Regions from separate parts of the Mus musculus genome. Here regions 1, 3 and 4 are each linked to region 2. A link is a contact called in public HiChIP or PLAC-seq data. All regions are on one chromosome and are shown on one strand. Each heading gives the region's core, a stretch centred on a gene start, on an enhancer-like site or on the middle of the called end of the contact. The rest is flanking DNA. Distances are from core to core; before and after follow the strand shown. Region 1 has its middle 17 kb from the start of Enc1. Region 2 overlaps Lncenc1 (long non-coding RNA, embryonic stem cells expressed 1). Region 3 has its middle 22 kb from the start of Gm33390. Region 4 has its middle 16 kb from the start of Gm33390.

What was found. HiChIP or PLAC-seq counts read pairs in DNA pulled down with a chosen protein or histone mark.
Region 1: an H3K27ac HiChIP or PLAC-seq map of embryonic stem cells shows a contact between it and region 2, with 14 read pairs. The contact joins two enhancer-like sites. A contact is called at or near these places in 15 of 484 Hi-C or Micro-C datasets (beige adipocytes, embryonic stem cells and erythroblasts), 18 of 115 datasets of contacts at active chromatin or transcription factors (astrocytes, embryonic basal ganglia, embryonic forebrain and 6 more) and 1 of 9 other capture datasets (liver).
Region 3: a contact with region 2 is called in an H3K27ac HiChIP or PLAC-seq map of embryonic stem cells, with 5 read pairs. The contact joins two enhancer-like sites. A contact is called at or near these places in 1 of 115 datasets of contacts at active chromatin or transcription factors (embryonic stem cells) and 1 of 9 other capture datasets (embryonic stem cells).
Region 4: an H3K27ac HiChIP or PLAC-seq map of embryonic stem cells shows a contact between it and region 2, with 7 read pairs. The contact joins two enhancer-like sites. A contact is called at or near these places in 7 of 484 Hi-C or Micro-C datasets (embryonic stem cells and nephron progenitors), 14 of 115 datasets of contacts at active chromatin or transcription factors (craniofacial prominence, embryonic stem cells and pancreatic cancer cells) and 1 of 9 other capture datasets (embryonic stem cells).

The regions. Positions count from the first base shown.
Region 1 is chr13:97,220,252-97,227,227 of GRCm38.p6, reverse strand. No RefSeq gene overlaps it. Among named protein-coding and RNA genes, the nearest start is that of Enc1, 17 kb to the left of the region's middle. Within about 2 kb of position 2,102, at least 20 of the 459 cell types and tissues checked have an H3K27ac peak or open chromatin away from gene starts, as enhancers often do. A contact at or near this core is called in embryonic stem cells, where this site is marked.
Region 2 is chr13:97,465,136-97,471,594 of GRCm38.p6, reverse strand. The region is part of intron 1 of Lncenc1 (long non-coding RNA, embryonic stem cells expressed 1); the gene reads right to left. Among named protein-coding and RNA genes, the nearest start is that of Lncenc1, 33 kb to the right of the region's middle. Within about 2 kb of position 1,449, at least 31 of the 459 cell types and tissues checked have an H3K27ac peak or open chromatin away from gene starts, as enhancers often do. A contact at or near this core is called in embryonic stem cells, where this site is marked.
Region 3 is chr13:97,317,427-97,324,514 of GRCm38.p6, reverse strand. No RefSeq gene overlaps it. Among named protein-coding and RNA genes, the nearest start is that of Gm33390, 22 kb to the right of the region's middle. Within about 2 kb of position 3,879, at least 19 of the 459 cell types and tissues checked have an H3K27ac peak or open chromatin away from gene starts, as enhancers often do. A contact at or near this core is called in embryonic stem cells, where this site is marked.
Region 4 is chr13:97,279,940-97,286,850 of GRCm38.p6, reverse strand. No RefSeq gene overlaps it. Among named protein-coding and RNA genes, the nearest start is that of Gm33390, 16 kb to the left of the region's middle. Within about 2 kb of position 4,535, at least 31 of the 459 cell types and tissues checked have an H3K27ac peak or open chromatin away from gene starts, as enhancers often do. A contact at or near this core is called in embryonic stem cells, where this site is marked.

The DNA.
Region 1 (6,976 bases), core at 853-3,352, 250 kb after region 2:
TTTGATCCCAAGTGCCCTTTCCCATCAGCTGTCTGTTAAGATAAGGATACAAAATGACAGATGTGATTGGTTGTGGCAGGCCTCAGTAAGGGCTGAGATAAGAAAATCCAGCTTTTAAGGATTTTCTGGTACCAGGATGAATTTGAGGATAACTCTTAAAGTGTTAAACTTTTTCCCCTTTCATTTTGAAGAGAGTTAAACTATCCATCATGTGTCTCTCAGAGCCTATAAAATGTTGCCAGCATTATTGTGAAGCAAAGCTGGTTAGAGTGAATCAGCTTAGACACTGAACTATTATTAAATGCAAGGGACTTTAAGCAGCAAAAAAAACAATATGCTGTATTTTAAAGAAACCGATTCCCCTTTATACAACAAAGCCAACACTGTGGCCATCATTATTGTTCTTGCTTTATATGTTATTACCTAAAACTTCTCTGTATAATAGGAAGCCTTTTCTGGGTGTATGTGCCTTGCTGGTATATATTTTTGAGCTATACCTTTAATAAACACTAGGCGATTGTGACTGTTATAATTGAGGAAGATCATTGTGATTATTAATAAGAGAAAATTCTTCTCAAAACCTCTGAAATAAGGAAGGAAGGAAAATAGTATTTGATCAAATATACTTCACTCTAAGGTTCACATGTTGTCTTTTCCAATTAGGACCTACCAGGGGTAGATAGGCTAAGAGTTCGGGGGTTAAGGCTGATGACTGACAGTTAGTGAATAAAGAGGACATGTATTTGAAAAGAAGCAAGAAGCAGTAGATGACAGGGTTTCAGAGGAGAGAAAGGGGAGAGCAATTGTATTATAATCTCATAAGCAAGAGAAATTATTAAAAACCAAAGAAAGTGCTTGCTGAGCCACCTTGAGGACCAGTGTTTAGACCCCACATAACAAGCTGAGAGTCCTACTAAGAACTGTGATCCAATACCCTCCTCTGGCCTCCCATACTATGATGAGCTCATACACTCTCTGTCTCTGTCTCTGTCTCTCTCTGTGTCTCTCTTTCTCTGTCTGTCTCTCTCTCTCTCTGTCTGTCTGTCTCTCTCTCTGTCTCTTTCTCTGTCTCTCTTCTCTCTTTTTCTGTACCTCTCTCTATTTCTCTCATACATACACAAATAAATAAATAATTTAAAAAAGGAACTACTACTCACATCTGTGCCCAACTAATGTGATATTGTACTGAATTATTCATTTTAATGCTTCCTAAGGCTGGCGAGATGGCTCAGCTGGTAAAGACTATTGCCACTAAGCCTGACCAGGTTCGACCCCTACCAGCTCCCAAGGGGTGGCCTCTAACTTACAGCATGGCACACACACAAAATAAATAAGTGTGATTAAAAATATAGCTTCCTAAATCTCTTCTACGTGTACTTAGTCAGCATGTTATTGTCCTAATGGGTAATTGTTTTAACTCCATTAAAATAATGACTCTCATTTGTATTATTTTTCACATGTACAATATCATTTAGTCTCAAAAAAAATGCAAACGTCTCAAAATGATCTCCATTTATGGATAAGAACACCAGTGTTTAGAAAGATCTGGTTATGTGCCTGAGGTCTCTCAGCTGTCAACAGCAAATCCGAGACTCCAGCTGAAGTTACCTGTTACATAAATATTCTAATTAAAAAAGGAAACCAGGGCATTTTGAAAAATTCTTCAAGGAAAAGAAAATATTCCGAGTAACCTAGAAAAGGCTATCCAATGGCTACTTCATCAATCACGGCAAGGACACTTAACAGGAAGGAAACCTGAGGAGAGTGGGGCCACCTTGGGGCTGGTCTAAGCAGATCCAAAAGAAACACGCACTCAGCTCCTTAAAACCCCACAGCTTAACCGAAGCGGCCTCCCGGGAAGCAGCACAAGGAGAGGCGCGCGCATAGCATCTTCCATCTTCCCCCGCGCTGGTGCTACTGGCCAACCGCACGCCACCTTCCGCCTTCATTGCTTCCCTTGGTCACTGCATAAACCTTCCTACTACGAATTGAATCGTTTTAGTCTTTCAGCTGCGCCTGAGCAGTTACTTCTGTCAACACAGGGATAGGAGGCAGAACAGACTTTCAAGGTTGAAAATTAAAATAAAGCGAGTGGGTGTGCATGCATACGTGAGTGCTTGCGGGCTTTTGTTGTTCCTGTCTCAGTCTCATGAACTAACTAGTCACTCCTCCCCCTGAGGACCTGTGTAGAGACCCTCATCATCACCTCTGGCCACGTTGTTATCTTTGTTGGCTCTATATACCAAACACTCTGGTCTGGAGACCTGCGTTCACACTTTCCAAAAATCACATGATCAGGCTCTCTCTCTCTCTCCCTCCCTCCCTCCCTCTCCCTGCCCCCCCCCCCACCACCACGCACAAGTCTCTCCTTCAATGTCTAGACTCTAAGCTAACAAGTCCCCTCCTCCTGCCTCACTCTGCCTCATTTTTCTCCAGAACTCCACCTCGTGAGTAGAGTCCTGATACTCCAGCCTCCATCTCCCAAGTGCTAGGATTACAAGACTGTGTCACCATTTCAGCTTTACTTAGTGCTGGGTATCAACCCCAGGGCTTTGTGCATTCTAAGCAAGCCCTCTAAGGACTCGGCTACATCCACATCCTTTCCCTCGGTCACATTTTGTAACAAATCCCTGATACTTTGTAACGAACCTCTGTACTCTATACTCTTCTTTGACTGCTCACTATTAACTCGGCCTCCCAGGTTGTCAGGCGTCCTTTGTCCCCAGCCTCCCCCTTTGCTGTGTGTACAAAGTCCAGGCTTTCCTGTTCAGTTTCAAATTGAGCAACATAGTCTCTGACTCCGATACACTGGTGTTCCCCAAACCTCCAAGGCAGGTGTTCACACATCTGGACGATGGCAGATAATTGACTTCCAGAGATGTCAGCTGTCTTTAGGCCCAGAATAAGGGGCTCCAGAACCTTTGGCTGGGGAACATTCTAGTGTCTGTGAGCTGAGCACCACAGCACCGGGGACTTTATCAGACGTAGCTGGACGCATCCTAGGGACACGTCTGGAAATAAGGAGAATGAAGACCAAGGCACCTGAATTTGAAGACCAGCACCCTCTGGCAAATTGCCAGCTCCCAGAGGTCTCTGATGCTTCTCAGTGAGCACTCTCCTGGAGGACCACCAACCGTGTCAATTAGGAAAGGAGCCTGTGCAGTTAGGAAGTTGATGTTGTTCAGAGAGAGGCCTGGCCCTTGCCCTTAGCTTCTGTCTTCATTTAGAGGCAGTGCCCAGACCCACCACAGTGCAAAGTGGGAGCTTCCCGGTGAGAAAGACCGACCAAGTGATTTACGGTGGGGGCTTTAGCATCACATCTGGGTCATCCTGGATGCTGAAATGGACCAGATCCACATTCGATCAAGCCTGTAAAATGGGGTCCTGATAAAACCTCTGAACACCAAGGTTTAGGTGAGTTTTCCTGTCTGATAATAGTCCTGTGTACTGTCAGACAGTACACAGTGTCACACAGCGCATCAGCGACAGAAAGATGTGGACTGAGTATGGTAAACATTTGCTTCAGAGCCTTCCAGTCTCTGCCCAATGCAGCTCCTCTCCTCTGGCTGGCTGTGTCTTTATGGCTGAGGGTAACAGCTTTGGGTGGGTATCTGACGGTCCAGCTGACTAATAAATTGAGGGTAGACCCCAAGCTTGGCACCAGAAGTGAGAGAACTCTCAGGTGCCACGCCCTCTGAGCTTACCATCTTAGCTAATTCTGAGGACACCCCCATATCAACAGAGGATATGGGGGTTCTCTCAGTTGAAGTTATTTCAATTTAATGCCATTAGGTAGCTCCTTTTTCCCCCAGTTTATTTTGATTTCAATATTTTTTATATCACCTTTAAAAGCTTATCATGTTGGGGAAAGAAGACCTTTAGGGCAGGAGAAAACATGCTTTTGGTATTTATGTGACATTTGCACCAGAAAATCCTAATATACTTTAAGAATTTTTCCCAGTGAGAATAAATGTTTCAATGAAATCAAGTCACCTGCCTAAGGCCTCAGAAGGTTCACATCAAATCTAGGAACAGGGCACCGATGCTGGGTTTCTCGGGCAGCCCGGCAGACCATGGTCAGATCTGGGTACACATTAAGGTTGACACATACAATCCCAGTGTAGGGTGGGCAGAGGCTCATCTTAGAGGAGATTGTAGAACATCTGGCTTGAGGACTGTCTCAGAAATGGCTGTAGGGAAGTCCTGGGCAATTCTGAATGCAAAGGGATCACAAAGTGAAGTGAGGTTCCTGGCCAGGAAAAGCTGGACATGAAGCACTAAAAGTTACTAAGCTCTGTCACCTGGGTCACTGCCTGTGTGACCAGGCTGTGACCGACCCCACCAAAGTCTTATTTATCATTGAGGTCAGAATTCCTGGAGGTCAAAAGACTCTCTTCAGGTGGGCTGGCTAAAACTGGTTGGATCTGAGATGGCTGCCAGGGTGACCTCAGACAACTTCTTACTTCATTTAGATCCCTCCTGTATGCTAAATGACACAGCATGCTGTGCCATGACAGTTGACCGTCGTCGTGGTGTTTACTGGACATAGCCATAAAGAGGACTGAAAAGATATATCTCACAAGTTGCAGGAAAGCCCTTCCTGGTCCCAGAAAAGACAGAACTATATAACTCCTCTTCATTGTCCCTTCCCTCCCTCTTTCTTTAAAAATTACATCTATCTATCATCTATCTATCTATCTATCTATCTATCTATCTATCTATCTATCTATTTATCTATCTATCTATTCACCCAGCCAGCCATCCAGAAGATGTCCCAACCGGTAAGAAGAACAAGTGCTCCACTATGTTCATAGCAGCCTTATTTATAATAGCCAGAAGCTGGAAAGAACCCAGATGCCCCTCAACAGAGGAATGGATACAGAAAATGTGGTACATTTACACAATGGAGTACTACTCAGCTATTAAAAAGAATGAATTTATGAAATTCCTAGCCAAATGGATGGACCTGGAGGGCATCATCCTGAGTGAGGTAACACAATCACAAAGGAACTCACACAATATGTACTCACTGATAAGTGGATATTAGCCCAAAACTTAGAATACCCAAGATATAAGATACAATTTGCTAAACACATGAAGCTCAAGAAGAATGAAGACCAAAGTGTGGACACTGTGCCCCTTCTTAGAATTGGGAACAAAACACCCATGGAAGGAGTTACAGAGACAAAGTTTGGAGCTGTGACGAAAAGATGGACCATCTAGAGACTGCCATATCCAGGGATCCACCCCATAATCAGCTGCCAAATGCAGACACCATTGCATACACTAGTAAGATTTTGCTGAAAGGACCCAGATATAGCTGTTTCTTGTGAGACTGTGCCGGGGCCTAGCAAACACAGAAGTGGATGCTCACAGTCAGCTATTGGATGGATCACAGGGCCCCCAATGGAGGAGCTAGAGAAAGCACCCAAGGAACTAAAGGGATCTGCAACCCTATAGGTGGAACAACATTATGAACTAACCAGTACCCCGGAGCTCTTGACTCTAGCTGCATATGTATCAAAAGATGGCCTAGTCGGCCATCACTGGAAAGAGAGGCCCATTGGACACACAAACTTTATATGCCCCAGTACAGGGGAACATCAGGGCCAAAAAAATGGAAATGGGTGGGTAGGGAAGTGGGGGGGAGGGTATGGGGGACTTTTGGGATAGCATTGGAAATATAATTGAGGAAAATACGTAATAAAAAATAAATAAATAAATAAATAAATAAAAATTACATCTACCTATCTATCTATCTATTCACCCAGCCAGCCACCCCACCCATCTATGTATCTATGTTTCGTGTGTGTGTGTGTGTGTGTGTGTGTGTGTGTGTGTGTGACTTAAATGAGAAGTCTCCTCTGTAGTCTTGGACATTTGAATACTTGGTCCTTAGTCAGTGGCTTGGTTTTGGGAGGTTTAGATAGCTTGCTGGAGGGCATCATTACTGAGAGCAGGGCCTGGGAGTAAGCAGCACTGCCTACCTCTAGAATGAAGCACTGGAGATAGAAGCTGTGCTACAACGCAAGGCAAAGCCCCTTGACTACGCCTCGGAGTGTCCAGCCTGCCACACTCTTACCATGGAGTGGACATTTCAAATCATGAGTTTGTTCCTAGGTTGGTCGCGATCATTCATTACTGTGTTAATTAACACATCTGATTATCATGGAGGTGGGATGCCTTTCCAGAAATTTGTTAACCAAGCATCCTTCATGTAGGGAGAAGCGTTTGGTCCAAAAAACAGAAACAAAAGCCAGGCGTGGAGCATGCCTTTAATCCCAGCACTCGGGAGGCAGAGGCAGGCGGATTTCTGAGTTTGAGGCCAGCCTGGTCTACAGAGTGAGTTCCAGGACAGCCAGGGCTATACAGAGAAACCCTGTCTCGAAAAAACAAAAAACAAAAAAAAAAAAAACCAAAAAACAAAACAAAACAAAAAAACCAGAAACAATCTCATGTTCCTGAGGAGGAAGCAAAAGGGTGCAGAATTTGACCATCCCCCAAGATCTCAGGTGGACACAAGTGCAAAGGAAGGTAGCTACTCAGTGTTGCCGGAAATACTAAAAAAGAATCCGCCAACTCTCTGCGCCCAGTTAGTTGTTCTCTGCCCACCAAGTCTCTGCCGGGGGCTGGACCAGCTGACTTCCCGCACTCCTGCCTCCAGCTACTCCTTAGCTAGCCCCTACAGCGACCATTCCCATGGTCCACTGTCACAAAACCCATCAACCCAGTAGAAACAAAACTCTAGAAGCTTATAATTAACCAAACAGATTTACATATCAATAAATTCTTAATTCACAAGATGCCAACACAATCATTTCAGAACCAATTGATAACGATAAAAGCTGCCCACCTAGATTAGACAAATATCTCAATTATTCTATCCTTTAATATCATAACTACCTGTGGCTAATTAAAGTCACGCTGGTTCAGTTTCTTCTTCCTGTTTGTCCACATCCATCTTGGCCTCTTCCCT
Region 2 (6,459 bases), core at 200-2,699:
TGGACCCTTGACCTCTGCCCGGGTACACATGCAGTGCATGTCTACCCTCACACAGAGAGAGCACACATACAAAAGGAGAAAAGAGAGGGAGGGGGAAAATCTGGTTTTGCCTCACCATTTTGAAGGTGGCTGTGTAGCATTTTTAAAAATCATGCAGCCGGGCAGTGGTGGCGCACGCCTTTAATCCCAGCACTCGGGAGGCAGAGGCAGGCAGATTTCTGAGTTCGAGGCCAGCCTAGTCTACAAAGTGAGTTCCATGACAGCCAGAGCTACACAGAGAAACCCTGTCTTGAAAAACATACACAAATAGATAAATAAATAAATAAATAAATAAATAAATAAAGTGTCATGCTTTTAAAAAAAATCATGCTACCTCCTTGCCCAGTGCCTTGGCCAGTGAGCCAACCTTTCCTGGTTCCCTTTTCTTCATATAGCTTAGTCCAGGATGGAACACAACCAACTCCCAACTCGAGATGTCTGTGATTCACCAGCTATCTTCCTTCCGGCTAGCTTAGCCAAGTCTCCATCAACTGTCCCATCTTCTTTCTCCTCTTTCTGAGGAAGAAAAACACTAGACAGCTTTATTACTTTAAAACTAGTCAGATAACACAAGTGCTGGGTGAATTTTATCAGCTAACAGCTAGCTCCCACCAACCTCCTTGACCCCCACCCTCGGTGGAGGCTGCATGCCCTAGGTGCCCCAAGGCCTTTCATGGTTGTTCAAGCTACTCCTCCCAAGCCTGTTGAAAAGGCCCCATCTCCCCCTCCTGGAACCAGGAAATCCCACCTTCACCCAACAACTTGCTCTTTCCTTCTTTACTGACATAGGGAAGCTGCACCTCCTCCGATAGAAGGTTTAGGCTATGGTAGGTTGCAATGTTCCGTTGCTTTGGACTGTAACAAGGCACTGGGACATTATGGCTTGGATGAATGGCAGATCTAAGTCACTCAGTTTATTGCCAAGAAGCAAAACATAATGAAGGAAGGATTGTAATCCCACGGGATTCTTCAGTGGTGTGTTCCCAATGACCTGAAGATGTCCTACTCTGAAAAAGTGTCACCACTTCTCAATAGTGTCATCCTTGGGACCAAACCAATACAGGAACCTTTGGGAACAGTCGAGATCCGAATCACAGCACCCACTCCCAATACCTCCTTGTCTGTCAGGTGAGCAGCACTGCCCATTCCAGCAGCATTCTGTCCATCCTGCATATGGGCTGTGATCCAGCTCCATGTTCACCAAGCTGCTCATTAGTCCGCTGTCCCCACCAACGTTATCTCCTCAAGCTGGTTTGCAGCTTTTCAACCTCCGTCGAATGGGCCTCCCAGCTTCCCTTACTCCGCTCGTCCTCACTCATCAGCCTACGCCCCAGAGCACCCATTCCAACCACAGACCTGACAGCATAAATCACCAGCATAGCCCGGTGAGATGGACTTCCTGCAGGCTTGTGGTTTCCACTGTAAGCTGTTTTAAATTCAGCCGTGATTCCTTTGAGCCTGCAGTTCCCTTGCATTGTTCTCAGGTCTCTCTAAGATCCGGCCCATCCCAGCCTCTTCACCCTGACTTTCCAGCAGACAGTCTCATGCCCTTCACCTCCTCATGTTTCCCTACTTTCTTCTTGCCAGTGCCTCTACCTGGATTCCCATCTGATCTTCTCCAGGCAGAGGAATCTGAAGCATCTTGTACAAAACTGATCAAAGACCCCTTTTACACTCTGCTGAACCTTCAAATCGGATTGATCACACATTGTAATTTTTATCTATGTGTCTTTCCTACCACACTATTAACTTACTGAAAGTAGGAATTGTGTCTCATTTGCCTGGGTGTTTCTTTAGGGCTTAGCAGAGTAGCTGGTATGTAGTACCTGTTTGTCAAAGGGGAAAAAAAATAGCTCCCATTTCAAGGATTTGCTTTCTAGTTTGCCTAATGTATCCAGCCTGCCTGGGAGCTGGCACATGGGGCAGGATTCTTGGAGCTGGTTAAAAAAAAGTCAGGGAGCGACCCCAGTGGCTTCTGTTGGGCATCCTTCTACACTCCAGTGTCTGGATGAAAGCTGACAGCTCCTGCCTTGTCTGTTTCTAAGTGTCATAACTGGAACAAAATACCTTCATTAGCCAGTCTGGCCACATCGCAAACACATGGCTTTGAAAGCAGACTGCTCGGATCTTTTCTGGTTCCTATGGATACGATGCCTCTTTTGACCCACTGGGATCCATCTATGTGGGCAGCTGCCATATCTGAACATAAAATACAGCAGTGAACATTGGGTAGGAAGAAGTCGGGGTAGGGGTGGGGCGGGGTAGCATTGAGAGAGAGCATGTGGGTGTTCATCCTTGCAGAAGATAGGATCTTTGTGAAAGCTTCTAGAAAAATCAAACGTAATTCTGGGGGGGGGGACACCCCCTCCTTTTGCTAAGTATAAGATGTGAAAAATCACCATTGAAGATTGCTTTCCCTTCTGCAGCCAGAGCAGAACTCTTGGCTCTGTTTGATCTGTTAGTTCTAGGCATTCCCTCCCCAGCCATCATCAGGCAGCCAAGCACTCTGACATGTGCGTAACTAGGAAGCAAACTAGGCAGGCAATCTGTAGAAATGCAATATGGTGTCGTCTCTTCTCTTTGCTCATTTCACTAACAAACACATACATCTAGGAATCCGATGATTAAAAACAGTACCTTCTACGGCTGAGTCCTTCAGACTTACCAGGAGCTCTTGCTTAAAGCTGTACTGCCTTCCTAATGAAGACTCTGAGGCACTAAATGAGAAGACAGCCCATTGTCCCAGAGTCACTTATGTGAAGCCAGGAGTCGGGACTCAAACCCAGCACTTCAGCTTCCAATACCCGTTCCCTTATCCCCACACCGATCATCGCCTTCCTTCCTGCCTGGCTGCCAGCTAGGCCTCAGCCACTTCTCAATAGAAGTGTGGGAAGCCAAGAAAGAGGAGATGGGGAATTTAGGTTCTGGTAGGTATGTCAACAAAGTAACCTCCTGGGTTGTTTTTTAACCAGTGTCTGAATAAAGCAAATAAATCCATCACTTTCAAACATGGGTACCTCCTTCTAGTAAACAAAGTAAATAATCAAACTGCTGGCTTATAGGGTTTTTTTGTTTTGGTTTGGTTTTTTTATGACTATCTCTGAATTTATAAATTCGCCTCTTGCCAATACATTGAAGATTTTTGAAGAGGTTTCTGATGCTGGATTCATCTCCAAAACTGACATCACAGATGGATGCCATGGGATTCTTTTGTTCTGACTATAGTTGCCCTCTCACCTTCCAGGAACCACATGATGTTCTAGACACAATTGGAGGCCTACTTTTAATCACATTTGTCAGTTTCAGAAATATCTGTCATGTAGCAGATATAGTAATGGCAATGCATTGTAATTCTAGAACACTGTGGCTTGTGAAAATCTTTATTATTTTGTAACACTACCCCTTTTCCTTCCAGCATAAGGTTCCCTCCCTGGCCATGAGGTTGATATAACAGATACAACATTTTCCCAGTTCCTCTTCTTTGGTACTGGGAACAGAACCCAGGGTCTTATTCATGCCACATCTCCACTGAGCTACATGCCCAGGGTTCGGGTATCAGCATTTTGACTTTATAGATTAAGACACATGGAACCCGAAAAGGTTTGAGACAGGATATGTGATCATGCTGTGAACCCTAAGATTGTGTTGTTTACTAGAAAAACCTGTTTCTAAAACTTTTAATCCCTCTGGCTGGAATACAGACATGCCCTTAGTACACACCTGTAATCCCAAACAATGAAGGTAAAGTTAGTTTGTAGAAAGAGGCACCCACACTTGAAAGTGATGTCTAATTGAGTAGCAGGAAAAGTGATGAATCAAGGAAAGATTTGGCAGAATAGGACATGCTGAACTCAAGAGAGATGAAGGAGAGGTGACTTAAGAGAGAACAGTGCAGAAAGGAGAGAGAGAGGCCAGGACAGTTGGACACAAACAGGTTGTAGAGACAGAACAAGCTAGACACAGGTGAAGACAGACAAGCTGGAGAATGAGTAGGAACCAGAAGATTAGAACATATTGCCAACGTTAGTATGGAGCCAAACAGAGCAATTCAAGAGAAACCAAGAGAATCCAGATTGAATCAGTCAGCTTGGAGAGGAGTTTGAGCTAGAACAGCTGAGTTGAACCAGCCAGCCAGAGATCAGAAAGAACTAAGAAGGGTAAACTTAGTACTAAGTCTCAGAGGCTGAAAACATTCCAGGTCTAGATTAGATTGTACAGAGGCTAGAAGTTTCCAGGACTAGGCCCACGTTAGCAGACAAAGGCAGTAAGCCTCCAATACGACAATTACGAAGGGTAACAAATGTCCAGCTTACTAAAACTGACGAACCGGGAACTACAAAATCCTAAAGTCCTAACCCCAAATCAAATGGTTTTTTCTTGCCAACTAGAATGTTCCTTTTTCTGCCTTCCCCTACCTGCCCCCATAAAACCACTGCCAAGACAGCAAACATTTATTGCAAGTTTTAAGGAACAACAATTAGATTGTTGGTAAAAGAGTGGGACCCTCTCCTGAATGGAAAATGGGGCCTCTCCTCTTGTAGGCACAGAGACAGAGAGAGAGAGAGAGAGAGAGAGAGAGAGAGAGAGAGAGAGAGACAGAGAGACAGAGAGAGAGACAGAGAGAGACAGAGAGAGACAGAGAGAGACAGAGACAGAGAAAGAGAGACAGAGACAGAGACAGAGAGACAGAGAGAGACAGAGACAGAGAGAGAGAGAGCACAATATACTACCATAACTGTACACTCCCTTATCTATGTCTCCCACATGTTAATTCTTAATCTTAAATCCATGAACCCCTCACAATTGAACAGCATTCATTGTTTTCAAGGAGACTGTCCTAGTCTTCACAAATTCTCAGAGTTTCACAAAAGGAACTGAAGAGTATTGTCCGACTATATAAAGCTACCAAGCCCCTGCTCTTCCACTCTGACCATTGGGCCCTACATGTAACAAGAGTTTTTACATGCATTCCTGTGCACTTGAACAAAATGTGTGGCTACATAGTTCTTTGCTTCTCCGCTTGTTTGTTTTGTCAAACTTTGATTCCACAATGGCCTGAGTATTTTATAAACTGAAGGATGTGCTAGACAGGACCCCAGCACCATAGCCAAATGTTAAGGAGGAAGAGTTGAAATTTAGAAAAACATTTTGACTCTCAAGAGTGCTCAAATGCGGTGTGGCTGACTCGCACTTGACATTGTTCCTCCAGTTTTCCCATTTACAGATCATTATGCAAAGAAGGGGATTTACATATGACCAATTTCAGCAGAGCAAGTGATCCAGCATGTGTTCCAGCCCTGGCTGGTTACACATCTTACATTTTATAGCTATTTCCCTGTCAGAAGTTTAAATCTACCACACACACAAAGAAATAATTTTAAATGGCGTGTATCAGAGAATCACAACTCAGCAAAATATGGCAGTTTCCTGACAAATACTGAACAACTAGGTTATATACACACTTTGTGGTTCTGCGGTTGTCCAAGACACAGGGTGATCTGGGACAACAGACTCTCATCCCTGAGTGTGAGGTCAATTCCAAGAAGATAATCAAAGTGAATTGTACCTGGTATATGAAATCAAACACCACACTCTGCTCTTCAGCCTTTGAAGATCAAATATAATAAACCTGTCATGAACCAAGACAAAGAGCCACCAAGGAATGACAAATTTCTATCAGGTTCACATTTCATCAAACTACTGAGGGTGGAAATAAAAAAAATGCCCTTCCTCTTCTCACAGAGACCGAAAGAAACTATGCTGAATGAAAACTGGTCAGGTTTTTCAATCTGTTGACCAAAGCCAGCCTTCCACAGCCTGGAAAGGAACAGAGAGCAAAGAATGATGCAGAGGAGCAACACCCACCGGCAATGTCAGCATAGCACAGGCCACAATTGGTCACCAGCTATGGCCATGTACTGTCAGAAAGCTGTACCACAAAACTGCTGGGAGACTTATTCTGTTAAACACCAGAGAGTTTCAAACATTCAGCCAAGGACAAACTTTTACAGCCTTATATTCTTCTACTCCCAGTCTGAATTATTTTCCCTGTCAGATTAGAAAGCAGTGGTAGAGTACAATCAATTATGGGTTGAGCATCAAATCAAAAGTGCTAAGGTCTTTAATCTGTCACTCAACTGAAGAACAAAAATACAGTGAAGCATTCAGGCGGACAAGTGACTTCATGGGGAGGAAAAGGAAGAAGAAGGGGAAAGGGGGAAGAGGAAGAAGAAGAAGAGGAAGAAGAAGGGAATAAAGGGGAGGAGGAGAAAGAAGAAGGAGAAGGGGGAAGAGGAGAAGGAGGAAAAAGAAGAAAACGAAGGAAGAGGAGGGGAGGAGGGGAAGGAGAAGATTTCTTTGCAGTCCGCTGTCTCACATCTACACCGCCATGTTGATCCTCACAGCTCTGCAAGGCAAGCC
Region 3 (7,088 bases), core at 2,630-5,129, 150 kb after region 2:
GAAGGCCTTCTTCTTCCTCTTCAGCTCCTCCCTCACACCCCGCAGGAAATGGCCAAGAGTCTTGATATGACCTGGCCCTCCTCATGCCTTGGCTGCACCCCTCACACAAGCATTAAACTGTTTGAATGTAAGCCCAAATCAGCCTCTGTCTGGACGCCTTTTGACAGAAAATCTGTCGTCCTAGGGAGGGGTAAAGTCCCCAGCATAAATGGTTTATATCTTTTTGTCTTGTTTTGATTGTAGTTCAAAGTGCCAATAAAATTTTCCATTTTATCTATTTTTAGAAGTGCATGAGGCGCATCCACACTGTCCCAGAGCTGGCACCACTTGCCGCTAGAGTTTTCTTACCCTTATCAACTGTGTAACTATTCCCCCCTCCCCCTTAGCCCCTGCCAACCACTGCTATACCCTCTGCCTCTGTGAAGGTGAGTTCTCGAGGGACCTCTTGCTTTGCTCCTAAGTGGACTCATAAAACAGCTGTCCTCCCATGACTGACATTTCAGTTAGCACAACAGCCTCAAGGTCCATCCACACTGTAGAATGTAGTATGTGTTGGAATTTCCCTCATTTTGGAGGTTGACTAATACTCTATTGTGCATATACTTGGACCACTCATCTGATCATGAATTGGGGTTGTTTACATCATTTATCTACTGTCAATGGCAGGGCTCTGCAATGGCAGGGCTCTGGACACTGATGTATCTCTTTCAAAGAGCTTGCCATAAGTCTCATTGGATTGATTGCTACTCTACTCCTTGGATACCTCTTACAGTAGAAAGTGTAAGAAAAGGAACTGACCTGGGCACCTTTGGCATCCCAACTAGTCTATTTCCCCAAATAAAGGGCATAAGGGTGGTATTGGCCAGACAATGAACATAGGTAGTATCACTCTGCTAAGCAGTTTGAGTCTTGCCAGAATACCTCCTTATTCCTAAACATATCTGCTCCTGGGTCAGAACTTTCTGCCAACATAGTGTATAGGCAAAGCATTTATGTGCACCAAGCCCCTTCCCTTAAATGGCTGGCATGCTCTGAATCCATACCGAATTTGTATTCTGCTGAGTACATTTACATCCAGTTACACTCTCATCTCCAGCCTTACCTTGGCGGTGCTCAATGCTTTCATTTGGAGAGTCACCGGTACTGTAACTGGTAGGTCAGAGAGGTCATCATTGTCTCTGTGCTCCCCACCCAAAATTAGCTCTTCCTTCCCACTGTATTATTTTCAGTCAGATAAGTTTTCTTTGTGAAACTCCAAAGGCCAGTACATCTGGCACACTCGTCAATGTGTTGTGCCTATGGCTCCCTTTCCTTCTTTAATAGATTAACTCTTGGGACCAGTGTGTTGGGCAACACGCTAAGGGGAGACAGCCATCAAGCCGGAAATCCACAAATATCTTCCAGCTCTCCTCCGCCTTTCTGCTTCTCCCTTCTGTTTCCATGGTCAACATTCCATATTTGCCACCATGGACCCTCCCCTTAGATGGAGTGCTTCTTTCACATTCAAACACTTTCTGCAAAGGATTTCAGGGACTGTGCTGAGCCCTGAGGGAGACAGAGAGGCAGAGGAACCAGGGTTCCTGTCTGCAGGCTTCAATTGTCTGTATGTGTTAACATTCAAGGAGAAACAGGCATAACCCATAACCCTACAATCACTATTTTAAAAATTGCAGATGTGATCGGTGTTTCAAAGGAGAGGACCAGTGTGCCATGTAGCTGTCTGGTAAGGCCCTGCTATCTCTTTGGTTTTCTTTGATGTGTCGAAAGCATCCGGCATAGACCACAGAAGAAGGGTCTACTTTAGCTCACAGTTCAGCTGGCAGTAGGGACACAGAAGTGTTCATGTCACTGAATTTCTTCACATCTCAAAGAATCAGAAAGCAAAGCGCTTGAGCCAGGATTTAGACCACACTAGAGTCTGTCAAGGTCCTTACCCAAGAAAGCCACTTGCTCCAGCGAGGATCCTAAAGGATCCACAGCCTTTTAATATAGTGTCACCAAGTATTCAAACACACTGTCCTGTCAGTGACAGTTTACATTCAAACCAAAGCAGCCTGTGAAGAATGAACTGAAAGCTGAGGCATTGTGGGAAGTAGTTAAGTCAGGACTGATGTTCTTATACATGGTGGCACTATAGCCAAAGTAGCCTGCGAAGGAAGGCTGATAATGGCGGTCATCTGTGCTAGAAATTGACAAATGGGAGCCTAAGACAAATTAGGCCTTGAGCATTAACCTAGGAAGCATTTCCATCCTGTGCCCAACAGAAGCAGGAGAAACGCAGGCACCTCACAGAGTGAATGTGTTTTAAGAATCTAGAAGCCGGGCAGTGGTGGTGCACACCTTTAATCCCAGCACTTGGGATGCAGAGGCAGGTGGATTTCTGAGTTTGAGGCCAGCCTGGTCGACAGAGTGAGTTCCAGGACAGCCAGGGCTATACAGAGAAACCCTGTCTCGAAAAAGAAAGAAAGAAAGAAAGAAAGAAAGAAAGAAAGAAAGAAAGAAAGAAAGAAAGAAAGAAAGAAAGAAAGAAAGAAAGAGGAAGGAGGGAGGGAGGGAGGGAGGGAGGGAGGGAGGGAGGGAGGGAGGGAGGGAGGGAGGGAGGGAGGGAGGAAGGACCTAGAAGGCATATGGTTGTTTGGAAGATAATGGCCGACCCGTCCAGCAGGTCCAGTTATTCAAGGGTCTCGAGGGGACCTTCTCCTAAGAACCAAATTGGGGGATAGAGAGAGACGAGAACCTTGTGCGAATAACAACATGGAAACGTACTGAGTGGCATCAAGGTTCCAATGTATTAGCCAGGCCCAAGGTTTAAATGCACAAGCAAAAGGGGAAGTGCCATTCAGCAGGAAGGATGGGGCAGTAGAATTGCACAAACAAAAGGGGAAGTACAGGTACTTATCAGTGGGAGGGGTGGGGCAATAGAATTGCACAGGAGGGGTGGGGCAATAGAATTGCACATTCTTTAGGCAGTTACATGGGGAAGCAGGAACTTGGTGGTATCAGGGTGTGGTCAGGACATCTGGCACTGACTTAGGGCTGGAACATCCTGTGGTTGTTCTCGGAACAGTGTGTCGTGGCCCGCTTTTGACCCCCCTTTCTTCTCGGGGGGGGGGGGGAGGCCCAATTCAGAGATCAGGACAATTGTGTTGTCTTAATGGCTCCCAACAAATGGCTATGGAGAAATTGGACTTATTCCAGTGATACTGAGGAGCCAGAAGAACGATGCATTAGAGTGGGTTATTGGATTATCTGTGGACAGTTTTCATTCTTGCCAGGAGTTGCCGTGTTCCTGTTATATTAACTTTACCTGGGGAGATGTGAACAAAGGTCTGTTCACACAAGATATTTCACCGGACAAGTAACAAACCCACAAAGTCCACTATGGCAAACCCATCCATTTATAGGTTACTTTGAGAAACTTGGGTGATTCAAAATCAGCCCACCCCAGCCCCATGAGGACTCTTGGACTCCTTGCACAACCTGCAGGTAGCTCAGCAGATGGGTCAGAGTCTCCAGGAGTCCCTGCTAGTGGGAGTTTCTTCTAGGCAGCAATTGTTAACTGATTCTACAACCCCAGAGCAGGGCCTTGAGGGTCTTGCATATTTTAGCTTTCCGGGTTTGTGAGGCTATCTGCTTCCTGATCCTGACTTCATGAGTCAGAGGAAATTGTTACACATCCTGTAAAGATAAGTCGTGCTTTGGTTGGCGGGGGGGGGGGGGGGGGGGATGATGATTTGGGGGGATTCGGGGGGGGGGGTGTGCGGGGCTTGAAGAGGTTACGTTTGTTGGGGGGGTTACGTTTGTTGGCTTGAATTAAGCAGACACTAGGCTTCACCTATAGAGAGAGACAGTGAGATTCTGTGGAGACTTGAATAACAATGGCCCCCATAGGGTCACTGATTTGAATGCTTGGTCACCAGGGAGTGGTGCTATTAGGAGATGTGGCCTTGCTGGGTGGGGGGTTGGGGGGATGTAGCTTCATTGGAGAAAGTGTGTCACTGTTGGGTGGGCTTTGAGCCAAGCACAGAGGTTCTCGCTCTCTTCCTGCTGCCTATGGATCTGGATGTAGAACTCTCAGCTCCTTCTCCAGCTCTATCTATGTCTGCCTGCAGCCTGCCAGGCTTCCTGCTATGCTGATAATGGATTAAACCTCTGAAAATGTATGCTAGGTCACTTCCTGTCACAATTATTACTGATAGTAGTGGCTAGGCCCAAATTTGGAGAAAATACAAATGAACCTAAAACAATGGTCTAAAAGGTTTTGACGGATTTAGTTCAATATTTCAGATAGCCCCAGGCGTAGGACTGTGGAACTTCTGTCTGAAAAGTTGAAAAAAAATGTGAAGAAGCTCGTCTCAGGGGTCCATCTCGGCCATCTGCCCTGAACGCTGTGCTAAAGTGGTTCAAGTGGTGGACAAAGGCCTCCTTGTCCTCGCTGTCCCCTCCTTCACTCTAAACCTTAGCATCCTCCCCCAAACCTCTGTGACTAACACCACTCCATAATTACTATCCAATCTGAAACTTTCTCAGAATGCCATGGATCCCACCCATGTGGCGGGCAAATGGTGCCCACAGCTGCTGTAAGCAGGCAGTGCAGGCTGGCCCATAATGTGGGACTGTGCAGGTTAGCCCACCCAGAGTAAGAGCGGGCACGGAGCATACCCAAGGAGACTCCCCGAAGCCAGGAAGTCTGGGATGTTTCCCTCCCCTTGGCTTTGCATTAGTTAGCTGCTGTGTGAGGGTCTGCAAAGGTCATGGCCTAATTATACCTGTGGACACCAGACAGAAGCAGTGTGGACAGGGTCTCCAATGACCTGCTGTGCCTCCCTGCCCTTCCCCTAGCCTGAAAGTTCCCCAACCAGTCTGTCCAAAAAGTGCATGAAGTATTAACAGCATTGAGGAACAAATGGTGGGATTTTTAGGTGGTGTAGTTATACTGTAGATGAGAGAGAGAGAGAGTGGGGGGGGGGGAATACCATGCCTTTTACACAGATACACACTGACTGACCTATTTACAGATAAAAAATTATGTCTAATATGTCCAGCAAGATAATCCACTTGAGAGAGACTGATAAAGACTATTCAAAGTACTATCTCCTTGTGCTGATATAGAGTGGGTAATGAAAGGACGAGGTTAAAGTGTGTGTGTGTGTGTGTGTGTGTGTGTGTGTGTGTGTGTGTCTGAAATTTTCCATGATGAAAGGTTTTCAAATTCCACAAATATTTTCTACTTTTCCAGGGACCCTAATTTACAAAGCCAGACTGCCACAGATACCTTCTTCTCTGATCCAAGAAACCATCTTGTGTGTGCTATTATTGCATATGTTCTTTGGCTACCTTTTTCTTTTTTTTTTTTTCTTTTTTGTTATTGTTGCTGTTCGGGGTTTGTTTGGAGTTTTTGTTTGTTGTTTTTAAAGTTGTTTTTTTTTAAAGTATGTGTACATATGTGTGCCTGAGTATGAGTTTGTGAGTTTGCCTACACTACCCTCAGAGGCCAGAGGGCTTCAGATTCCCTGGACGTAAGGCTACAGGCAGTTGTGAGCTGCTGGATGTGGGGACTGAAAACCAAACTCGGGTTCTCAGTGAGAGCAGTACAGAGTCTCAATTGCTAAGCCATCTCTCAACCTCTGGTGTTGTCTTTGGTTTAGAAAGTCTTGCCATGTAGCCCTGCCTGACAGAACAATGTGACCCAGGCAGGATGGAAGAGAGGGCAGTCTTCCTGTCTCTGCCTTTCTAGTGGGGACCATGGATGTGGGGACATGCCTGTAATCCCAGCACCTAGGAGGTAGAAGCAGAAAGATCAGAAATCCAAGGTCATTCTTAACTACAAAGTGAGTTCACCGTCAACTTAGGATATATGAGAGAGAAGGGGGGGATGAGGCAGAGAAAGATCACCCACTTCTGTCAGACATGAAAATACTTTCCTGCCACTTACTAATACAGAGATTTCAAGAGGAAAAGAACTAAGGCCGTTTTCTGTGGTTTTTCTCTTCTTCTTCTCCTTCTTCATCCTTCCCTTTGAGTCAAGAAGGCTACTTCTGAGGTCACATGGTGTGGATCCTTCAGTACAGGCAGTGATGACTGAGTCACTCAGCAGGAGATGGGATAGCTGGAAAGTCCTTGGTAATGTCAGCACTGTTCATTTGTCTACATTAATGCCAAGAGGGAGCTTTGCGGCCACCTCCCATCCCTTGGAACACTCTCACAAGACTCTGATTTATCAAGAAAAAACGAACATCACCTGGCCAAGTTCTCCCTGACCAAAGAAAGACTCAGGTGTCAGCTTGAAAAAAAAATGCATCTCTGTTTTTTTTCATTTTCATAGTGTGTAGTGACAAGCCTCGGGCGTGACTTACTTGTTGACTGGATATATGTGTTAGAGTCACCGGAAGCAAGCAGAAATTATAGGACAATTTAAACCTTAATGGATTTCGCTTGGCACGCCCTGGTGGGAAGCTGAAATCAAAGCCGGTAGCAAAGTCATCTGTCAAGGGTGACCTGTCCTGGCGGGAGAACCTCCTTAAAAACCTATACATCAGTAAAGTCAGGAACAAATGGTGTTTTCATCCCTTCCATTCTTCATGTCTTGGGGATACACACTCTGAGGAGCAGGACTGGGGTTGTAAATCACTGTGCCTTGCTGGGGAGACAGTGAGCCCTCAGGTTAGTCTGCAGCTTGCACTAGGCATCTCCAGTCGTCTCCCCTCCCCCTCCCACTCAGCTCAGCCCTGGAGACTCCGTATTCACCTTCATTTATCTGAGGATGACTTAATGGGAAATTGTTAAGGCTTGAAAGGAATCACAAAGAAAGGATCAGCTAAGAGATTAAAGGGGTCTTTTCAGACCTATCATAAACTTGTGATAAATGGGGTAGGGAGAAAGAATTGATTTAGGCCAGCCAGTCACTTTCCCATTCTGAACAATAAGCAAACAAACACACAAACACACACAGAGACACACTTCCTCAAACCTTTGTTCAGTTGCTTGGTTTCTTTTATAAAAGTCGTATAAGCACGGCATCTGTTTGAAAGCTCTCTCATTTGATAGCACCACAGAGACATTAAATCCCACCCTGTTTATGTCCTCTG
Region 4 (6,911 bases), core at 3,286-5,785, 190 kb after region 2:
CTCACCCTCTGGGGTGCTGTGGGAACCCTCCATGTTGCCGCCCCTTTCAGATCGGACGCTCTTCCATCCATCAGTGCCTGGGATCGTACATGGAGACTTGTGCTTTATCGGGGTTTGATTTTTCCCCCTGGCTCTGCTACTGATGCTAAAATGCTAGGGATGAGGTACTGAACTTGTCTCTGTGAGTATAAAGCAGGGATTTCAAATGTTTGGCATACATTGCCGCCTTGGGGAACAGCTCCCAGGATGAAAGTTTGTAATCCTAATAAACAATTTATTCTTGCAGATCTGTATTGGCAGGAGCAGTGCCTTTTTTTTAGACAGGAGTTTTTTGTAGAACCTGGGCTGTCCTAGAACTCGCTCTGTAGACCAGGTTGGCCTCGAACCCAGAGATACACCTGATGGGATTAAAACCATGCACCACCCAGCCTCTTGGCAATGCTTTACTCCATTTGTTTTGGTTTGCTTGATGTCTTTTTCTATTTTTTTCTTTTCCTTTTATGAAAATAGGTTTTTGTCTCACATACCATTATCTTGATTACAGTTTCCCTTCCCTCTTCTCCTCCCAGTTCCTCCCACCTCCTTTCCCATCCTGATCTACTCCCTTTCTGTCTCTCATTAGAAAACAAATGGGCTTTTAATGAAGAATAGTAATAGTGGTAGTAGTAGTAACATCTGATACACCAGAATTGGACAAAACAAATGAAATGGAAAGAAACGAAGAGAGTGCTTTTATCTTATTGATGATACAGGAGATTTGGGTTGTCTTTGAGACTGCCTTGGCCTTTCTTCGCCCTTGGTGAACCAGGGTCCTGGAACACTTGACAGCTATTGCCAAAGCCACTCTGGAACCAGTGACCTCTTGCTTCTTGTCTTGCAAATTTGAAGAGTGAAATTTACAGGCCACCGAGGGTATGTTTTAGACTGAACTTTATTATAGGTAGATGGAAGCTTACAAGAGAGAAAAGGCCGAGTTTATATAGGGCAGGAAGTAGAATACCATTGTGTTGCTAATCTGGAAGCTTTTGAAAGGACTTGAAAGAAACTGTGGTGGGGTGTTGGGGTACCCAGGTACCTGTCTGTGTGCACCTTCCAGACAAGGACTGGTGATAGCAGGAAGCCAGGAGCCAGGACTCTATTCTGGCATTGCTATCCTCCAGCAAGGCCGTTCTCAGAACTGTGGCTTTGCAGTCCTCACCGAAGGGTTAATAACCTAAAAGGCTCAGGTGGACTGAGAAACTTAGGACAGGAAAACTGATGATAACACCAGTGGACTGTTAAGTTCTGGAACACTTCCAATAAAAGGATCAACGCATGTCTTTGAGTGATACCTTCCACTTTGAGACTGTCAGGAACTGATGGGTAGATGGTATCTTCCATTAGCAAAGTCTCCTTTAAAGTCCTGTAAATCTCTCCAAGCCTCCTGTACCCTGAGTGCATAGACTCCACCCCCTGTGCAGAGCCTGCAGCCCTTTAGTTGTCCCAATTAAAGGAACAATTCTGCTTGCTTCTGGAGATGTCACGTGGCCTCCATCATTCCCAATCTAAGCCCAGCCTCATCTCTCCATTTTCTGTCCCCTGTTCCCATCGTTTGATGAAAGTCATGAGGCACACATGAATACAAAGGAACATGTGGCAATCCAGGAAACTCAGAAGGCCTTTAGGAATTGTCTTCATCTGTGCCCTTGCCTGTCTCAAAACACCCAGGACTCAAAAAATGACTCAGCAGTTAAATGCAATGGCTGCTCTTCAAGATGACCTGGGCTCATCTCCGAGCACCCATGTGGTGGCTCACAACCATCTGCAACTCCAGTCCAGGGGGTTCCGATGCCCTCTTCTGTCCTCCAAAAGCAACAGACAGATACATGGTGGAAATATATACATGCAGAGAAAACACCCACAAGCATAAAGTAAACAACAAAACAAAACCACCACTGGATGGTCTTGATTTTAGAAAACTGTCTTGAGATTACTCATTTGCATTGCTTTTGTGCGCTGCCATTGCCCTTGGTGAGACCCAGAGAAACAGCCAGAGTTTCATCTTGTCCTGTACCAACTATCAGCTGGAGGACAGGACTTGCAGAAAGCGCAAAAGAACATTCTGGAAACAGTCCAGCATTCTGGTGATTCTTTCATCATAGTGAATAAATGATGGTTTATAACTTTTTAAAGACTTTCTCTGGTTTGATCAGTTTGGAAATTATTGAGAGTGTGTGACGTGTGTGTGTGTGTGTGTGTGTGTGTGTGTGTGTGTGTGTGCGTGCATGCCTGTGCATGCATGCCAAGAAGCACAGGTGCATCATGACAGTCTTCGGGAGTTAGTTCTCACCTTCTACATGTTGGGCTCTGGCATTCACAAACATGAACACTTTTACCCATTGAACCACTTTTCCGATCTGATTTATGAACTCTTAATAAGATTGCAAAAGTGAAAAACCACTCATTTCAATGACTTCTTTTTATATCTCTAGAAAAGAACTTGCTCGGCCACCAGCATCCGTGCACTTGCTGAGCCTCTTAGCACAGATCTCCATGCTGTGGATCTCCAGTTCACGAGGATACTGGCCACCCAGCTTTCCTGCCTGAGTCCTGCACCCAGTCACTTACTCTTTTCTGTAGGTCAAACTCTGCGAAAGCAGAGACAATTGATTCAGTAGGGACAGAAGCACTCTACCCCTGAATACCGCACTAATGGTTTCTCTACTGCTAGCATCCTTTCTGTCTCTAGCACTAAGTCTAGCACTAGGTGGCCCTGCTGATATGTCTAGCCTTTTAACATTGTAGCACAACGTAGTTATCAACAAAGTTCACACTTGAGAATTTTGCAACTGAGTTACAAAAAAGCAAAAATAATTCTCATAATGTTTTAAATAAGTTTATGATTTTGCATTTGGAGCCTCACTCAGGACTATTCTGTTGTGCATGGGGGCCACAGGCTGCAGGTGGGACCTGCCTGAGAAGGCATGCAGGGGTATATGTGGAGGTGTGCTTCTTCCAGGTGGCTCTCCCTCCTCCTTTTCTCCCTCCTTTCTCCCCACCTCCCCATTAAACACAGGTTTAGGGAAGTGACCTGCAGAAGGAGTCTTCCAGGGGCTTTGCACAACGTCATAAGAACCACCATGGAAGATCTGTCATGAGGCTGTGGGCACCAAACATGGAGATGGAAAGCTGTGTGTGTGTGTGTTCCTCTGCAAACAGGGAATCAGCTCTTATCTGGGGAGTCAGAGCACCTCAAAATTCTCTCCCTGAAAAGTTCCATAAAAGGGTAGGCACACGTTTAGCTGTTTCTTCTTTTCTTATCTCTCTTATTTTCTTCTTTTTTTTCCATCTCAAATCTCTCTTTTATATTTTCATTTGTCCTCCTTGTTATATTTGGAAGACCAATGCTTTATCCCTCTGCTACTCAAAGCTCATTACAGAAGAAAGACTACCTCAGCTTCTGAGAAGATGCCCTCTCATTTCTTCATTCAAACAGTGTACAGTTATTTTCATGAAACGTTCCTAAGAGAGAGAGAGAGAGAGAGAGAGAGAGAGAGAGAGAGAGTCGGTGCTTAAGACTTACCAGGCCAAGGACTTCCTCACAAGGACCCGAAGTCCCAACTAGACCATGAGCTAATCATCCTGTAAACTCCCTTTAGCTTCCTCAGAGTGCAGGTGCAATCTCATTTGAAAGATTAAAATCTCTCCGTTTGCACTCGGGTCAGCTCCTAGCCACGTGCTCAATAACTGTTAAGTGCAAAGAAGTACAAGGTGCTTTGGGCCTCTAAGTTGAATTCCAAGAATTTTGAGTTTACAAAAGGCAAGGAAGTGGGGATTTCAGAATGACAGATATGCTAAGTGGGAGCATTGATTAGGAATCTCAGAAAACCGAGCCTGGGGGAGGGGGAGAGCGTCTCCAGAAAGCCCGCCTGGCTTGCGGTCGTTTCTTAATGTGTGCTAACCTGTGTTTTCAGGAAAGCGCTATTTGCATGCATTTGGTTTTCTAAGGGGCTTTAAAAGGCGCTTAGTTGGGGTTTCAAATGTCTGCCTAAAGCGAAGCCTGTTTTCATCACTCAGGCCAAGTACAATCTTCTTGAACTTAGTGAGTGCTAAAGAAATCAAAGAACATGCACCTGTACCTGCAGGGTTTGCGTAAGTACGTGTATGTGTGCTTGCGTGCTTGCGTGCTTGCGTTCGTGCGTCCGTGAGTGCATGAGTGTGTGTGTGTGTGTGTGTGTGTGTGTGTGTGTGTGTGTGTGTGTGTGTGTGTGTGTGAAGCTGGAATGAAAAATCTAAAGGAAAAAAATAATAAAGCGTTTAGTAGGTTACAGAGCTATCAGTATTTGGTTCTGTGCCAAGAGTTCTTTCTCTAGTTTAGATCACACCGGAAAAATTCATCCATTAAACAAATATTTATTCGGCACCCAGTGCATACCAGGCCTCTTTCTGGTCTTGGTACTGGCGAAATGGCGAGAAGTAAACTGGATAAGCCCTCGGAGCTCTCATGGGGCTTAGTACAACAGGACAAGATGGGATTGTGGGTAGGAGTAAGAACGCGCTACAAGCTGTGGCCGTGAGCAGGGTGAGAGGTCCAGCGAAAGCCAAGGACTGCATGTAGGAGGGAAAGATGCTTGTCTGAAGCCTGGAAGATGGCTAGGAGGGAGGAGAGGGGCCGGTCTAATCTTTCTCCAGCTTTTCCCGGATGTCTTATAATGAATGGCCTTCTCTCTCCAGACTCTGCAGCGCGCCTGCCCAGTCTGCTCATTTCAGCTAAGAGCGCTGTAAACTTTCCATGTAACAACTTCTGATGTCACTGATCACTGTAGCCAGGCAATGATGGGTCCGTAAGAATTAGGATTTGGAGTCCCTAGCCTCCAGTCTTGGAGGGCTCTAAGCGTCTGGCTTCCCAAGTGAAGCTAAAGGGATGCAGGGGTGGCCAAAAAGGACTGAAAAGTGGCTCAGGGAACATGACAATCGGAAGCTTTTCAGGCAATTGAAAAGGAAACAGGGAAGGGAAAAAAAAACCCCTACGTTACCTATGTAACTGGATAATTCTCAATTATATACCACAGACTTCATTGTAATGACTCCGCTTAAATGATGTCAATATCTAAAAGTTCTGGAAAACTCAGCCATTTCCCTTAGTGGCATTTTTTTTTCTGTCTTTCCCCAGAACGGGATCCCTGTTGTTCACTCATTTATCCTATAGCCTGTGCCCTGATGTGTTATTAGTGATAGCTTCAAGTTTTTTTTTTTTTTTCAAGTTTTATAATGTGTGTCTGTCTGCTTTCTATCAGTCTAATACCCAAGGTAATTAACATGTAAAGAGAAAGGGCTTGATCTGACTCCCGGTGTCAGAGTTTCCATCAGGCCTTTAATGTCAATGTCTGGCAGGGGTTTGAAACATCTCAGGATGGAGTAAAACCATTCATTTCATGAGGAAGAAACAAAATCAGAAAGAACAAGAGTAGAGGTCCCACTCTGTCCTTCAAGAGAGGACCCCTACTGTGATTTAAGTTCAGAGTGTCCCCTTCCAGGCCTCTCATAGGACAGCTCTGTGAGACCTTTGAGACTAACCTAAGCCTTCTCCTCCCTAACATACAATGAAGTAAAATGACCCTGTCACACTGTCCTACCCTGAGAGCTCAGCCACGCCTTCCTGCCATGATGCACCTAAACTTCTGAACACAGAAATCAAAATGAACCCCTTGTCCCTTTTTGTCTGATCGTAGCAACGGGAAAGAAAATGAACACAACCTCTGAGACCTGACTCCCTCACTAGTCCCTACCTCTCAAAAGTCCTTTCAGACCTCGGGCGTGGCGGCGCACGCCTTTAATCCTAGCACAGAGGCAGAGGCAGGCGGGTTTCTGAGTTCGAGGCCAGCCTGATCTACACAGTGAGTTCCAGGACAGCCTCGAAAATCCAAAAAAAAAAAAAACAAAACAAAACAAAACAAAACAAAAACAAACAAACAAACAAAAAAAAAACAAGTCCTTTCAAGCCTTAATATGTTATCTTGGGGACCAGAGCCGTCCCACATGGACCTTTAGGAGACAGTCAAGATACAAATCATAGCACGATTTTGAAAGTAGGTTTTGTTTGTTTTAAATTAATTAATTAAAAAAGAAAAAAGAAGAAAATTATAGTTTACATTTGGCTCTTTTATTTTCCAGACTATCTCCAGCCACCAGAATCTTGCTTTTTCTTCCCTCTTTCTTTCTTTCTTTCTTTCTTTCTTTCTTTCTTTCTTTCTTTTTTTTTTTTTTTTTTTTTGACAATGTCTCCACATAACCTGGTTGGTCTTGAACTCAAAAAGATTGGACTGCCTCTGTCTCCCAAGTGTTGGCATTAAAGATGTGTGCCACCACACCCAGCCTTTTTTCTTTTTAATATAAGTGACTGTTCCACATAGAATTCCGAAGGCTGATTTCCCTCCATTTAGCCCTCTGCCGGCGCATCCTCTCCCTGTGACATGTGTAAGTGAACCAGGGCACAGTGTTTGGCCAAGGGACCACCGTCCACCTCACTGTTCAGTGGGACGTTGAAGGTACCCAGCAGCCTCCCTTATATCCAGAAGTGTCTTCAGCTGCTGAGGTGAGTTCTACAGGAGAGATCCTGGAAGCTGCACAACTGGGCTAAATGATAACCCTTTTAGAGATTTCTGAGGCTTACAACAGACATCAGCTCATGCTCCCTTGACAATGTACAAAAGCCCCACGTAGTCACACCCCTGTCGGGCATGGCATTGCATGTTCTCAGCCCTTCCTAATTTGCTAGGCAAAGGGGGAGAGAAAGATGATATCGTGTCCTAATTTACATTCTCTGCGGCTGATCATTCTCCTGTATACATCATTTTTATTTCCTTTTAGATGTACATTTTTTTCTATTCTTAGTTAGCTATCTTTTATACTTTTAAAATTCTCTTTGCTGT